Regions from separate parts of the Mus musculus genome. Here region 1 is linked to region 2. Evidence: chromatin contacts called from public Hi-C data. All regions are on one chromosome and are shown on one strand. The core of a region is the stretch at or near the end of the contact, and the rest is flanking DNA. Distances in the headings are between cores, read along the strand shown.

The links. A called contact is a pair of places that touch in the nucleus more often than the background predicts.
Region 1: a Hi-C map of peritoneal macrophages shows a contact between it and region 2, with 19 times the contacts expected there. The contact joins two enhancer-like sites. A contact is called at or near these places in 1 of 39 promoter capture datasets (pre-B cells), 1 of 484 Hi-C or Micro-C datasets (peritoneal macrophages) and 1 of 9 other capture datasets (liver).

The regions. Positions count from the first base shown.
Region 1 is chr11:118,455,994-118,462,461 of GRCm38.p6, reverse strand. No RefSeq gene overlaps it. Among named protein-coding and RNA genes, the nearest start is that of Gm11747, 4.2 kb to the right of the region's middle. Within about 2 kb of position 3,076, at least 87 of the 459 cell types and tissues checked have an H3K27ac peak or open chromatin away from gene starts, as enhancers often do. A contact at or near this core is called in peritoneal macrophages, where this site is marked.
Region 2 is chr11:117,875,103-117,881,630 of GRCm38.p6, reverse strand. The region is part of intron 2 of Gm11725 (a long non-coding RNA gene); the gene reads right to left. Among named protein-coding and RNA genes, the nearest start is that of Tha1, 4.8 kb to the right of the region's middle. Within about 2 kb of position 2,625, at least 151 of the 459 cell types and tissues checked have an H3K27ac peak or open chromatin away from gene starts, as enhancers often do. A contact at or near this core is called in peritoneal macrophages, where this site is marked.

The sequences.
Region 1 (6,468 bases), core at 1,827-4,326, 580 kb before region 2:
TGGGAAACCTTGAAGCCTGTGCTCCTCCTGCTTCAGCACCGTGCTGAGGTCTCTCTATGGAGAAATGACTTCAGGGACAAAAGACAAGGTGGACAGAGAGGCACAGACACAGACACCCTGGGACAGCAGCTTCCCTTGCAGCTGATGTCCCAGCCTAGGGTCATCATGGACGCCCAGAAGCAGACCTGCCAGCTAATGGAAGCTGTGAGGAGCCGGGCCAGTGAATGCCCAGCAACCTGAGGGTGGTGAATAGGAGCAGTCTGTCACTGTTTCTCCTTCAAGCTACTGGGTTTTAGAGGTTGGTTGTTTCCTATCAATTATAACCAACACAGCATCTATTTATAAATGTCACTTCCTGCCTGCTACTGGTATAGTTGATGTGTGAATAGCAGCTTGTGCCTGGACATAGCACACCAGGCCCAGGCGTGTAAGAGGTTTTACTGGGGACAAAGAGGGGAAAAGAGAGAAAACAAAGGATGGGGGAGGGGAAAAGTCTATCTTTTATATGGGCTGTGATATCACCTGTTTGCAGCTAAGTGTGGGAAGTGGGCTCTGGGAAGGTATGTAGTTGCCATAGCAACCAGTGTCACCTATGTGTGACATTCTGAGTTTGGAGCCCATTGGCAAAACTGGTCTTTTGATGCCAACAATAGTGGTTTGTTTGTTTTGTTTTGTTTTGTTTAATTTCAAGGGTCATGTTTCTGTTTATAGTATATTTGTATCTGTGTGAGCCCTTAAGTGCCACACTGCTTTTGTGAAAGTCAGAGAACAACTAGCAGGCATCAATCTCCTTCCACAACAGGGGACCCAGGGACTGAACTCAGGTCCCCAGGCTTGCTACAAGCACCTTTACCCGCTGAGGTGTCTTGCCAGCCCTGACATAGTGATTTTTTTACTCCCTGCATTCACTAACTATCAGCTCCTATACTTTACCTAAATCTTGCATGCTTCCCCATTGGTAGCTACCTATAAATGGCTGCTTCATCTCTACCTTTTCAATCCTTCCCTCATCACTGACTCTTCTTAATGATCTCTGACCATCCTCCAAACCAGCTTCAAACAGAAGCGGGCAGGTGTGACTGGGCTGTAGCTCAGAGGTGGACCCCTCCTGTAGCTGACAGTAACGGGCTGTTAGGTCAGACACAAAGATGGTCAAGAAGTGCTATTAAGTCAAATAGCAATTAGACCCGGGAGCTGCAACATTCCAACCCCTGCGCAGCAATCGCTGAAGTTCTAATCAGCTGAGCCTTTAGGAAGGTTCTTCCTGCATAGAATAAGCTCAGTTTACTGAGAGTATTAGTAGGTTTTCTTCTCCGATGGAATAAGCCAATTCGAGTCGAATTGAGAATATAAAAGAAGGCTTATTGGGAGCAGTTCTCAGGTGGGTTCACTGGTCTCAGAGAACGAGGTCAGGGAGATCACTATAGACAGGGAGACAGAGAAAGAGCACACCTGTAGAGAGGAGGAATGGAGAGAGAGAGAGAGAGAGAGAGAGAGAGCGCCCTGGGGTGACTGGTGGGTCCTTTTATCTTCAGCACTCACCTGGTACACCTGGCAACCGCAAGCGATGACATAAACAGTTGCTAGGTCTCTGAGAGCAGGCCAGTGGAATTGCCTGTATATTTATTTACTGGGTTAAGGTTAGGGGTCCGGGTTTGAAATCTCATAGATGTGTGCTTTTTCCTCAGAGTGACTGTGCTGTTCAGGAGTGCTCTGAGGTCACTCAGAGACTGCTCTGCAGTTTTCCTTTCTTGAAAACTCATCAGACTTAGGATTGCTTCAGTAAAACATGGGGAGACCCCCTGTTCCCTTTTCTAGAATAGCTTGTTCAAGATTATCACCATTTTTCTGTAACCTCTTGGTAAGTTCACATAACAGTCTGCACTGGAGCCAGAGAAGAGGCTTGGCGTTTAAAAGCACCGAGGACCTGGTTCCGTTCCCAGCATGCACATGTCCGCCACAACCACTGTAGCTTCAGTGCTAGGGGAATCTGGCGCCCTCTTCTGGCTTTTGCAGGTACTGCAAGGAACGTAATGCACCTACTTGAAGGCAAAACTCTCTTACACATAAGATAAAATAAATATTTTTTAAAAGACAGACTATGCTGAAAGATTTCTTTTGTGGAAGCTTTTAAATTGCAGTTTGCATTTGATATTTCTAAAACTACCCAGATGTTTCTTTACTTACGCTAATATTGGGAGATCCCAGATGTTTCTTTACTTACTTCTTTATCTAATATTGGGAGATGTGGGTTTTTTAGGGGCCACCGTCAGCTTCTCAAGCTCACAAGTGTGAAGAGTCGCTATTATTTATTTATATTCCATATTGATTGGGCCTGAATTATACTCTTTTGATAGTTTTTCTGCTGCATTATTTCTGTCCTTTCCAAGCTCCAAACCCAGGGAGTCTGTGTATTCAATTTTTTTTAAAAAGTTGCTGTTTTATAGATTATGTGATTAATTCTACATTCAGTTTATCATTACCAAGATGGCCACTCTTGCAGGCAGCCTTGACGGGGTGGACAGGTGATTCAGCTGTGTGGCCAGGCGAGATCCAGAGACCACACAAGAAGCAAGGAATAACAGGACAACACACACACCACTTATGGGTCCCTGAGAGAAGGATGAGAATGGGGTTAGAGGGATGACCGTAGACATTGCTGTCCCACTAGCAGATGGGAGGGGGCAGGGAGGATAAGGGAAGGAAGAGAGAGCAAGAGAGGAGACAGGAAGTCAGTGTAAGTGGGGGAAGTAGGGAAGAAGCGGGGGGCGGTGCAGAGGAGATGGGCATAGAAGGGAGAGGAGAGGGGAGAAGAGGCAGAGAGGGGAGAAAAGATGAGACAGGAGGGGAGGGGGTCTGCAGGCTGTGATGTCACTCTGTCCCTATGGTGTCCTCAATGCCTTCTCCAGAGCTGGCTTACAGCACACACACACACACACACACACACACAGAGAGAGAGAGAGAGAGAGAGAGAGAGAGAGAGAGAGAGACTTGGTGATGTCCCCCGGTGCTGCCCTCTGCCCTCTGGTTTCCAGTGGTCAGCAGCAGTGGAGTTCAGAGTGAGCACAATGAGAAAGACCAGACCTCACGGTCAACCTCTCGGGAAGGAAGGGAAGTCTGAACTAGGCCAGAGGTGACGGGGCGTGACAGGGCTGCAAATAACTTAGCTCTGAACCCCAGATGGTTGTGGAAGCAGAAAATGCAATAAACACACCAGGACAGCGGCAGCTCTCAACACCCTTGGCCTCCACAGCTCTTTCCACCCTGTACAGCCAAAGTCCCACCCACAGAACAGTAACTTCATGTGCCGCACCACCAGCGGTCCATGTCTGCCTCTGTGGTTTTTCTTTTACTGTATGAGTGTGTGGTGAATGTGGGGGAAGGGGACGGGACATGTGTGTTTCTGGGGAGGGCACCGCAGCTCAGAAGTGGACATCAGAGGACAGTTTGCAAGAGTCTGTTTGAACCTCCCACCCAGTAAGTTTCAGGGCTTTGAGACATCTTGTTAGCCCTAAAATGATGTCTTCTCAAAAGAAAAGAAAATCCTGTGTGTGTGTGGGGGGGGCATGTGTATGTGGCATGTGTGTGTGTGTGTGTGTGTGTGTGTGGTGTGGTGTGTGTGTAGCATGTGTGTGTGTGATGTGTGTATTTGTGTGTGGTGTGTTTGCATGTGTTTGTGTGTGTATGTGTGTGTGTATATATGTGTAATATGCAAGTCTACAAAAGTGTCCATCATCTGTCAGGAGGGGGAAGAGGAATCCTCTCTTATGGAGCTTTTACATTACTCAGAGTCTTTCATTGAAACTGGAGTTCTCTGTAGTTCAGGCAGGCTGGAAGCCAGCAAGAACCAAGGAAAAATACCTTTCTTTCTTTAAAAAAAAAGATAGTTAGATAGATGATAGATAGATAGATAGATAGATAGATAGATAGATAGATAGAAAGAAAGAAAGATAGATAGATAGATAGATAGATAGATAGATAGATAGATAGATAGATATACATGATAGATAACAGATGGATAGATAGATACATAGATACATAGGTAGATGACAAATAGATACATAGATAGATAGATGATAGATGACAGATAGATAGATAGATAGATAGATAGATAGATAGATAGATAGTGTGTGTGTGTGTGTGTGTGTGTTTGTGTGTTTGTGTGTGTGGTGTTTGGGCATGAGTGCAGCACACGGGCAAAGGTCAGAGGGCAGGAGTCCATTCTTTCCTTCCATTAAGTGGATCCTAAGGACTGGATCGGGTTGTCAGACTTGGCTGCAGACCTCTTTACCCTCTGAACCCCCATCAGTCCCAGCACTTGCATCACAGGAGTACATGGGCACGCCCAGCTGTATGCACAGGTGCTGGGAATCCTGACACGGTCCTCCCGTGGGCATTCACAGGCAGCAAGAACGCTCATCCACTGAGCCACCTCCTCAGACTCAGTTGTTCTGCCTCACACTGGGAGGTGATGGCATCCCCCCACAGCTGGCATCAGAAGCCAAATCCTCCCTCTTGTCCTTAGAGCACCTTGCCTGATGCTTGCTCTTTTTGTTGGTGTTTCCAAAGCTTCACTGACTCTAACTTACTGTACTTCCTACTGCTTGTCTGTCTCTGCTGTAGGTTTTGCAGCTGACCAGCAAGTGCAGGGAGCCTCTTGTCTGCCTCCTGGCACTGTTATCACAAACCCACGCTGCGGCACCCAGCTTTTGCGTGTGGGTTCTTGGCTTGATCTCGGGTCCTCACGCTTGCTCTGCAGATGTTTTACAGACTCACCTGTCTCTCCAGCCCCAGAGGCCTCGTTCTGACATCATCGAAACATATGTTAATGAACATATGAACAATTCAGCTGGGCGTGGGAGCACACACCTGTAATCCCAGCCCTTGAGAGGTAGAGGCAGGAGGATGAGAATTCAGCATCAGCTTTGGCTACATTGCAAGTTCAAGGCCAGTTTAACTCTGTCTCAAACAACCAGGAAAGCACCCAATTCAGTGGCGTTTAGTATATTGATAGCATGTGCAGCTGTGACCACGATTTACTTTAGAACAGTTCACTGCAGATTCCCACTAGTGTTCTCTGGCCACTGCTCTCTGGTATACACAGGCCCAGGTAGCCCATAATCCCCACTGTGGACTCCCTCTTCTGTGCACTCCCGACACGTGGCACGCTATTGTGACCCTCTGCAATGGCTTTGTCCACTCAGCATATTTGAGGCTCATCCAGTGCTGTAGCACACACTGGCAACTCACGCCCTCTGTTGCTAAGTATTCACCCTCTCCCATGCTTACCCCACGTGCATGCTTGCATGCGCGCATGCGGCTTCTGTTTGGCTCCAGGGTGGCGCCTCCCTGAACATGTGAGCAAGGCTCTATGTGGGAGCATTTTGTTTGTTTCTTTTGAGCATGTGCTCACAAGTGGGATTTCTGAGTCACGTCAAATCTATATTTAACATTTTGAGGAACTTCTACGCTGTTCTCTAAGATAGTAGTTGTTATTATCTTATTTTTTATTTTTTGGCAAGTGATATTCACTTAACATCAGCCCCGAACATCATCACCACCCTCACTCATGCTCTCACTACTGTTCCTGCATCTCTCCCCTTTCCTACGACTGTTCACGGGGGGTTGGGGGATGCTCAAAAGCCTTTTGCATTTGCAGATCTCTCTCTCTCTCTCTCTCTCTCTCTCTCTCTCTCTCTCTCCCTCCCTCCCTCCATCCATCCCCCTACCCCTCTGGCTAACTCTCTAGCCCTCCATCCTTCCTCCCTTTCCCTCCCTCTCTCCCTCCCCCACTTTCAATCCATGCCCCCTCAAGTGCACATCTGTTTATGTGCTTGTGGAGAGCAGAGGACACCACCAAGTATCTTTCCAAGTCTCTCTCCACTTTTTAAAAGAGATTGTTCTTTGACAATTTTATACAAGTATGGAATGCATTCTGGTTACCCTCTTCACCCACCCTCTCTTATTCAACTTCTACCAATATCCAACCCTACCCCCAACACTCACACACACACACACACACACACAGAGAGAGAGAGAGAGAGAGAGCTTCCCCAGATTCCTTCCTGTCTCTTGCCTTTGTTTTGTGACCCATTTACTTTAGCCAGCCCCATCAGAGTGATGTTTCCATTGCTCGATACCACACAACTCCCTCTATCTTCATCATAACTGATGTTTGCTGCCCAGATAGCCCTGGAGTCATGGCTACCCTGTTGGACAAACCGAATCCTGAGATAGTCAGTGGAGGGTAGTGTGCCAGCCAGTGATGTCCAAGTCTATTGTTTGATGGATATCGGACAAGTTAAGTCTTGAGACAGGCATGCATTATGGTCACACCTCACCTATATCTAGCTTAACACTTGTATTAGAAAGTTGCTGCAACAACCTGGCTGAAAGATGTAAATGGGGAAAGATTAATCCGTGTTCCTGGTGTCAAAGCAGAACGGTTGACATCCTGCCTGACAGAAT
Region 2 (6,528 bases), core at 1,376-3,875:
CTCAGATAGTCCCCTGAGTGGGGACTGTGCTATCTCAAGGATCCCATCCCCTCCCCCTCCATGCAATCTAAGATTCCTGGAGGCTGACTGCTTTCAGAACACACATAGGGACAGTAGTCCTCCAGGATTCCCAGGGTGCTCTCTGCTCCTCCAAGCCTTCTCTGCTGGGCTCCCATGATTCAAAGCTGCCCCTCGAGTTCCCCTTAAGGCAGATCCTGGTGGTGCTACCCCAAAAGGGACCTCAAACTGTGGGTACATCAGACAGACACTACAGTTCCAAGACATGTAGCCTTAGCATTTGTGCTATCTGGGGAGGGGATGATGCAGGAGTTGCTGAGGGTCATTTCGGTCCGGCCAGAGGGGACATGGGGTGGGATAGAGCTGACTCTCTGCAGGAAGAGAAGGAAGGACCGGATCATGAGCTGGTCATGACTGTAACATGTGACCAGTCCCATGACTGCAAGTGTAACACATGACTGCAAGTGTAACACGTGACTGCCTGCCTCTCCAGTTAGGCCAAGGGAGCACACATAGGGTGTGTGGTCTCCTCACTGCTTTGGCTGGCAAAAATGCTCACAAGTGACCAATCTCAGTAAAATTATCTCTATCCTTCCCGTTTCTGTCACAGGACCACCAGGCAGAGCAGCACGGTGGCCCTGTTCCCTCTGAGCCTCTCCTTCCCGCAGGAGTCCTTCCTACTGTTCCTTGTAAGTCTACATCTGACCCATTTGCTTCTCGGCTGCCTGCCAGTCATTACTCTTCTTGGATGTGTGACAATGACCCCAGAAGTCATGGCTTGCAGCAGTTTGGGTGACTGTGGCTTGTCCAGCACCCTAGCTCACCAATGGCCAACAGAGTCTCCAGCCCCTTTTAGAATCACCACATCGGCACCAGCATTAGCTCATGGGCCACCTGTCACCTCTACTCCCCTGTACTATTTTTGGTGTTCCCAGTCTCTATGGCTCACTCAGCATGCTTAGATGCACATATAGCAGGCGGTGAGTGCACACACACACTCAGATGCACACATAGCAGACGGTGAGTGCACACACGCTCAGATGCACACATAGATGAGGAGTTCACATACTCAGATGCACACATAGCAGACGGTGAGTGCACACACACGCTCAGATGCACACATAGCAGATGGTGAGTGCACACACGCTCAGATGCACACATAGATGATGAGGTCACACACTCAGATGCACTGTTTTCTCTGCAGAAGAAGATGGGTGAGAAGCCCTGTGATCTGGAGGAGATGAGGAGAACCTCATAAGCCAATCACAAGCTGGGCATGGTGATGTGTGACTTTAATTTAGTACCAGGTAGGCATGGGCAGGTGGATTTCAAGGCCAGCCTGGTCTACATAGTGAGGTCAGGGAGAGTCAGGACTTTGTAAAGAAAACTTATCTTTAAAAGAAATTAAACGCATGCATATAAACGCATGCATACACACACAAACACACACACACACACACACACACACACACACACACGAACCAAAAAAGATGAATAAACGCCATACAAGGAAAGATCAAACCCCGGAGAGAGTGGATTGCACACACATTTCCCAGCTGGAGTAGGTTGCAACATATGTAAGCTAACTGGCTGGTCCTCAGGAAGACAGGCCCTTTACTTAAAAGGAGTCTAGAAGACCCAGACACAAAGCAAGGTGCTACACATCCCAAGGCCACACATCCCACATCCCACGTGCCTGACTGCCCAGAGGGCCGGAGTAAGTCTGATGACGCAAGACTCATCCAGCCGGGAAGCAGGAGAACACACTTCCATCCCTTGGGGAGGTGGCTTGCCAGGTAGCCTGCTGTGACTCAGTGCTTCCACCCCAGGCCACAGAAGCAGAGGGACTCAGAGCAGGAACAAGGATGCTCCCTGCAGCAACACCAACTCACAAAGGAAACGGGACATGGCTGAAGGTTCCCGACTGGAACTGTGTCCTAGGGCCTGCGAGATGGTTCGGCAGGTGGCTTGCTCCCAGGTCCCAGGACCCAAGGGGTGGTAGGTGAAAACTGGCACCCTAAAGCTTAGGTCTGGACTAGAAAGTTACAAGGCCTCCCCAAAACAAGAAAGGACAACCGACCGACAGGTGGTGGCTCTCAGGAAGATGGCTCCTGACCTCAAGGATTCCACTTAGGCGATGGTTCAAAATCCAGCCACAGTTAACTGTCTAGAGAGATGGACACAAGCTGGGTGATGATCAGCGGAGGGAGGGAGGGAGGGGGATAGTTCTGGAACCTTGACCACGGTCCACTTTTTTTTTCCCCATTTAAAGACAAAGTTTCACTCTGTAACCCACGCTGACCTCAGTCTCATGGCAATCCTGCTGCCTCAGCCACTGCCCCAGTGCAGGGGTAGCAGGCCTGAGCCACCACCACAGCAGCTTCATGGTCCCCCCTCTTGATGGGAGTGGCCACAACACGGGAGCTCATTTGCTGTTCGAATTGGCTTGTTGTGCGGCACAAATATGCCTTGTGTGCTTTTCGGTAGGGGAGTTAGATCTCATGTCTGAAGCAGAAAAACAGGAGAGAGACTCTGTACAGAGCCCTGCCAGATCCCTCCCGGCCCCTGCGGAGGCCAGCTAATGCAGAAGTAAGCTAATAAGGCCCCTTTAGCCTCACAGGAACTGAAACCCACTGTCTTCGGTTTGCACAGCGACCCTGCCTGCTGTGACCCCTCTTATGCTCACTCCTTACCCTCAGGGCACAGTGCTAGGTTTCCTGATATGTGGGTGGGGGGTGGGGGAGTGAGGGGGTGGGAGTGGGCTGGGGGGATCCCCATAGGGGACATGCGAGGACTTGGGGGAACTGCTCTCCCTTTTCCTGCCCTCCATCATGACAGGGGAACTTGGCATGGCGGCGGGGAAGCTACACGAGCCAAGTATTTGCCCACTGCTAAGCCCAGCCGGCAACCCACACTCTCCTAGCACCTGCCTTTACCCCTCCCCCAGGCTGTAATGGTGGCGTCCCTGGTCTCCTCTGGACCAGTGCCCTATGGAGGGGTGGGCTGAGTGGCTGGGAAGGACGTTCTCCCCGTTTACTGGGGCCAGCTGCTATCTACAGCTCCAATCTGCTGCCTCTCTTTATCTCTGAGGGGACCGCCGGGTTCCCAGCAGCCTCTCCACAGCTCGCTTCCTGCCAGCGGTCCAGCATTACAGGAATACGCACACACAGCACACTGAACCATGAACTCAGCATGTGAGAGTGTGCTCACACACGTGCCCACACCCAAGAGCCTGCACCAGCCTGGCCAGGTGCCAGGGAGTCAGATATAACCCCAGAGACAGCTCTCCCTGCAAGAAACCCTGGCCTGAGTCTCTTAAAATCCTCCCTCAAGTGGCAAGAGATGGTGAGGGTGGGTTGCTCTTGATGTTCTCTGGACTGTCTGGGGAGGCACATAGCACCTGTTCTCCATGTGTACAGCCAGTGGCCAAAGGTCAAGGGGCACTGGACCAAGTGACTCTCCTGTGTCAGTCACTCAGAGACACACAGGCTGCCCATGTGCCCCTCCCTCATCAGCCACACAGCCTGCCATTCAGCAAGTCCCAGAATCAGGCACTTGGCTAAGCACATGGAGCATGACACATAAAGCCCCAGGGTCAGCTGCACAGAGCAGGTGATACAAATATGCACGTGTGGCCCTTGGACAGTGGGATAGAAAAATACTGTGTCACCCAGGAAGAGGGCCCAGTCCTTCCCGTGTCAGGATGGGCTCCCTAGAGGAAGAATCTTCTAGCTGAGACCCAAAGACAGGGAAGCTGAGGACCAAGGGCATTTGCTGATGGCTGGGATGGAGAAAGGGCCCGGGCAGGAGATGCTAGGACTACAGAGGGAAGCAGAGAGGTACATTTGGGGACAGAATATCACAAGGCTAAAGTGCTGGTGAAAAGCCCCAGGCTTCGTCAAGAGGCTGGGTCGGGAAGGAGTGGCTGCAGAGATGGCTCAGTGGGGAAAGCGTTAGTCCATAAGCGTGAGGACCTCGTGCCACCCCAGCACCCATGGAGGAAATGGTAATGATGCCCAGCACCAGAAGTCCCCGCTCTGGTGAGACAGGCAAGCACAGTCCTAGGGCTTGATGGCTGGTGTCTACCCTAATCAGTGGGTCCCATGTCCCAGAAAGAGACACGGTCTCCAAAATTAAGGAGGACAGACAAATAACAACTGAGGTTGACCTCTGGCCTCCGTGTGTGTGCACATACATGCATGTGTGTGCCTACACATAAACAATAAATAAAAGGGTCACCTATGGCAGACACTCAGGTCACCCTGCCCTGCCCAGAGTAGTGGCTGTGGGGAGAGGAGACAACTAGCAGGGTGAGGTGACCCTGTGACTGCAGACAGGACATAGTCAGAGAGGAAGAGGGACTGGGTCAGCCTGGGGACCAGGGTCAAGGCAGAGGACTAAAGGAGACAACTCTATAGGAGGCTCCTTACCCTAGGAAGGGTGTCTTGTTCTCAACTGTCACTAGTTGAGAAATGACAAAGCTAAAGAATTGAGAGGCAGGAAGTGTTTGGAGCAGAGCAAGTAACAGCAGGAAAATCTCAGGCACCCCAGACACAGAGTCAGCAGCTGAAGGTAGGAAGCCCTTGCTGGGGTGAGGTACCACACTCACGTCAACACACGGAGAGAAAGGCTCTGCACAGCAAAGGGAGAACTTGGAAAGCCAAAACTCCAGTCTCTTCCCAAGGCCTGTGTGGTTTACTGCCTCTGAAGGGTTCTCTTCCCCTACTGAGGATTGAAGAAGCTAGTTTGGTTGGTTGACCTAGAACTGTCGTGGCATGACCTGATCCAGCCTCAAAACTTGTCCATCAACAGGGGGCCAAATGGTGGGAGGCGAAAGCTGCCAGGCTTTTGTCTCAAGTCAGGAGCTTGAGGGAGATGGCTATCTGGAAAAGTCTCCACTTTTCTCACCTAGCCTCGGCCCCTCTCCCTGTCTGTCTGCCTACCAGGGAGTCTGGTACAACTCTGTTTGTTTTCGTTTTTGGTGTTTTTGAGGGTTTTTCTGTGTAGCCCTGGCTGTCCTGGAACTCACTCTGTAGACCAGGCTGGCCTCGAACTCAGAAATTCGCCTGCCTCTGCCTCCCGAGTGCTGGGATTAAAGGCATGTGCCACCACGCCCAGCTTCTGGTACAACTCTTGATCTCACACCAGGATGGACTCAAACCTCAGGTATGGCTAGGGAAGTACACAAACATATATATACACAGAGATGCACACATATCCACCCATGCACACACACACAAACACACACACACACACACACACACACACACACTATACTCCTGCACAAACAGAGTCCATACAGATACACACACATGTGCATACACACATGCACACATGTACATAGGCACACACATGAGAGAGAGAGAGAATATGACAGACAGACAGACAGACAGGTCCAGGCTGAGCTCTGGTATGGTCTCCTCTAAACACACCTGGTTGCACACATCCCATCTGCTCTCCCAGAAGAGTGTGCCTCAGTGGGGAGACAGGCCACCTGGGAAGGACAAAAGCTAGGGGCCAAGCTGTCACCTGAAGGGAGTTCTCAAGCCACCTGTCCTGTTCCCCTCCTCACAGACGCTTAAGGACTGACAGGGTGAGTCAGGAAGGCCTTGCTGTCTCTGAGAGAGTTACAAGCAGGTGGCTGTTCTCTGCTCTTGCCATCGAAGGGAGGTGTCTTGCTGCTCTTTTGTCCCCTCTCTCCCCTGAGAGTTCCCTTGGCTGCTCCCAGCCCATCCACCCCCCTCCCATGGAGCCTTTGCCCCCGCCCCCCATTTCCCAGCAGAAGCCTGGAGCCAGACAATGAGATAAGGGTTTGTTTTCTAAGGACTGGAATTCGGGAATCAGGCAGAGCGTGTGGGTCAGGGCCAGAGCACCCTGCTCTGGTGAGGCAGGGGGCCTTTCTATTAGCTGGGGGTCCCAGGCCTGCCGCACTTGACTTCTGCATGCTTTTAGGATGGCTCTGCTAGGTGTTTGGGAGAGGAGAAAGAGTCCCTTAGAACTGGCTCTGCTCCTACAGGTGGCCTGGGGCTGCCCCTCCTCCCCACTTTCCTAGCCCCCTGGACTTCCAACGGGTACACCACCTCCTTGTGGCCCATGTTGTCTCCTATGCAAGTCAGTCTCTCCTCCTCCATTACCTGCTGTCAAAGACTGATGCTTCCTCCAGGAAGCCTGCCTGGCTGCTCCTTTCCAACATGCCACCCACAGACACGGCTAAAAGAAGGCAAATGACAGAGAGGAGGCACAGTCTGCATCCGAGAGACACCGCCGTGTTAGACCAGGGCCTCTGCTCCAACAAGCCCTGCTCAGAGCAACTTGCTCCCAATAGACACCGTAGACAGACAACTGGGACCCACACTTTGGAAACAGAAGCAGCTGAGCAGGGCTGAGTTCCCAACCTCCCTGTATGGGGAAAGGTCACCCCTTGGCCCTGGTAAGGCAGAGTGTATCCCACAATAGAAGAACCAAGTTCCAGGGCCTTGCAGTTCCAACGTCAGGATAAACAGCAGCACT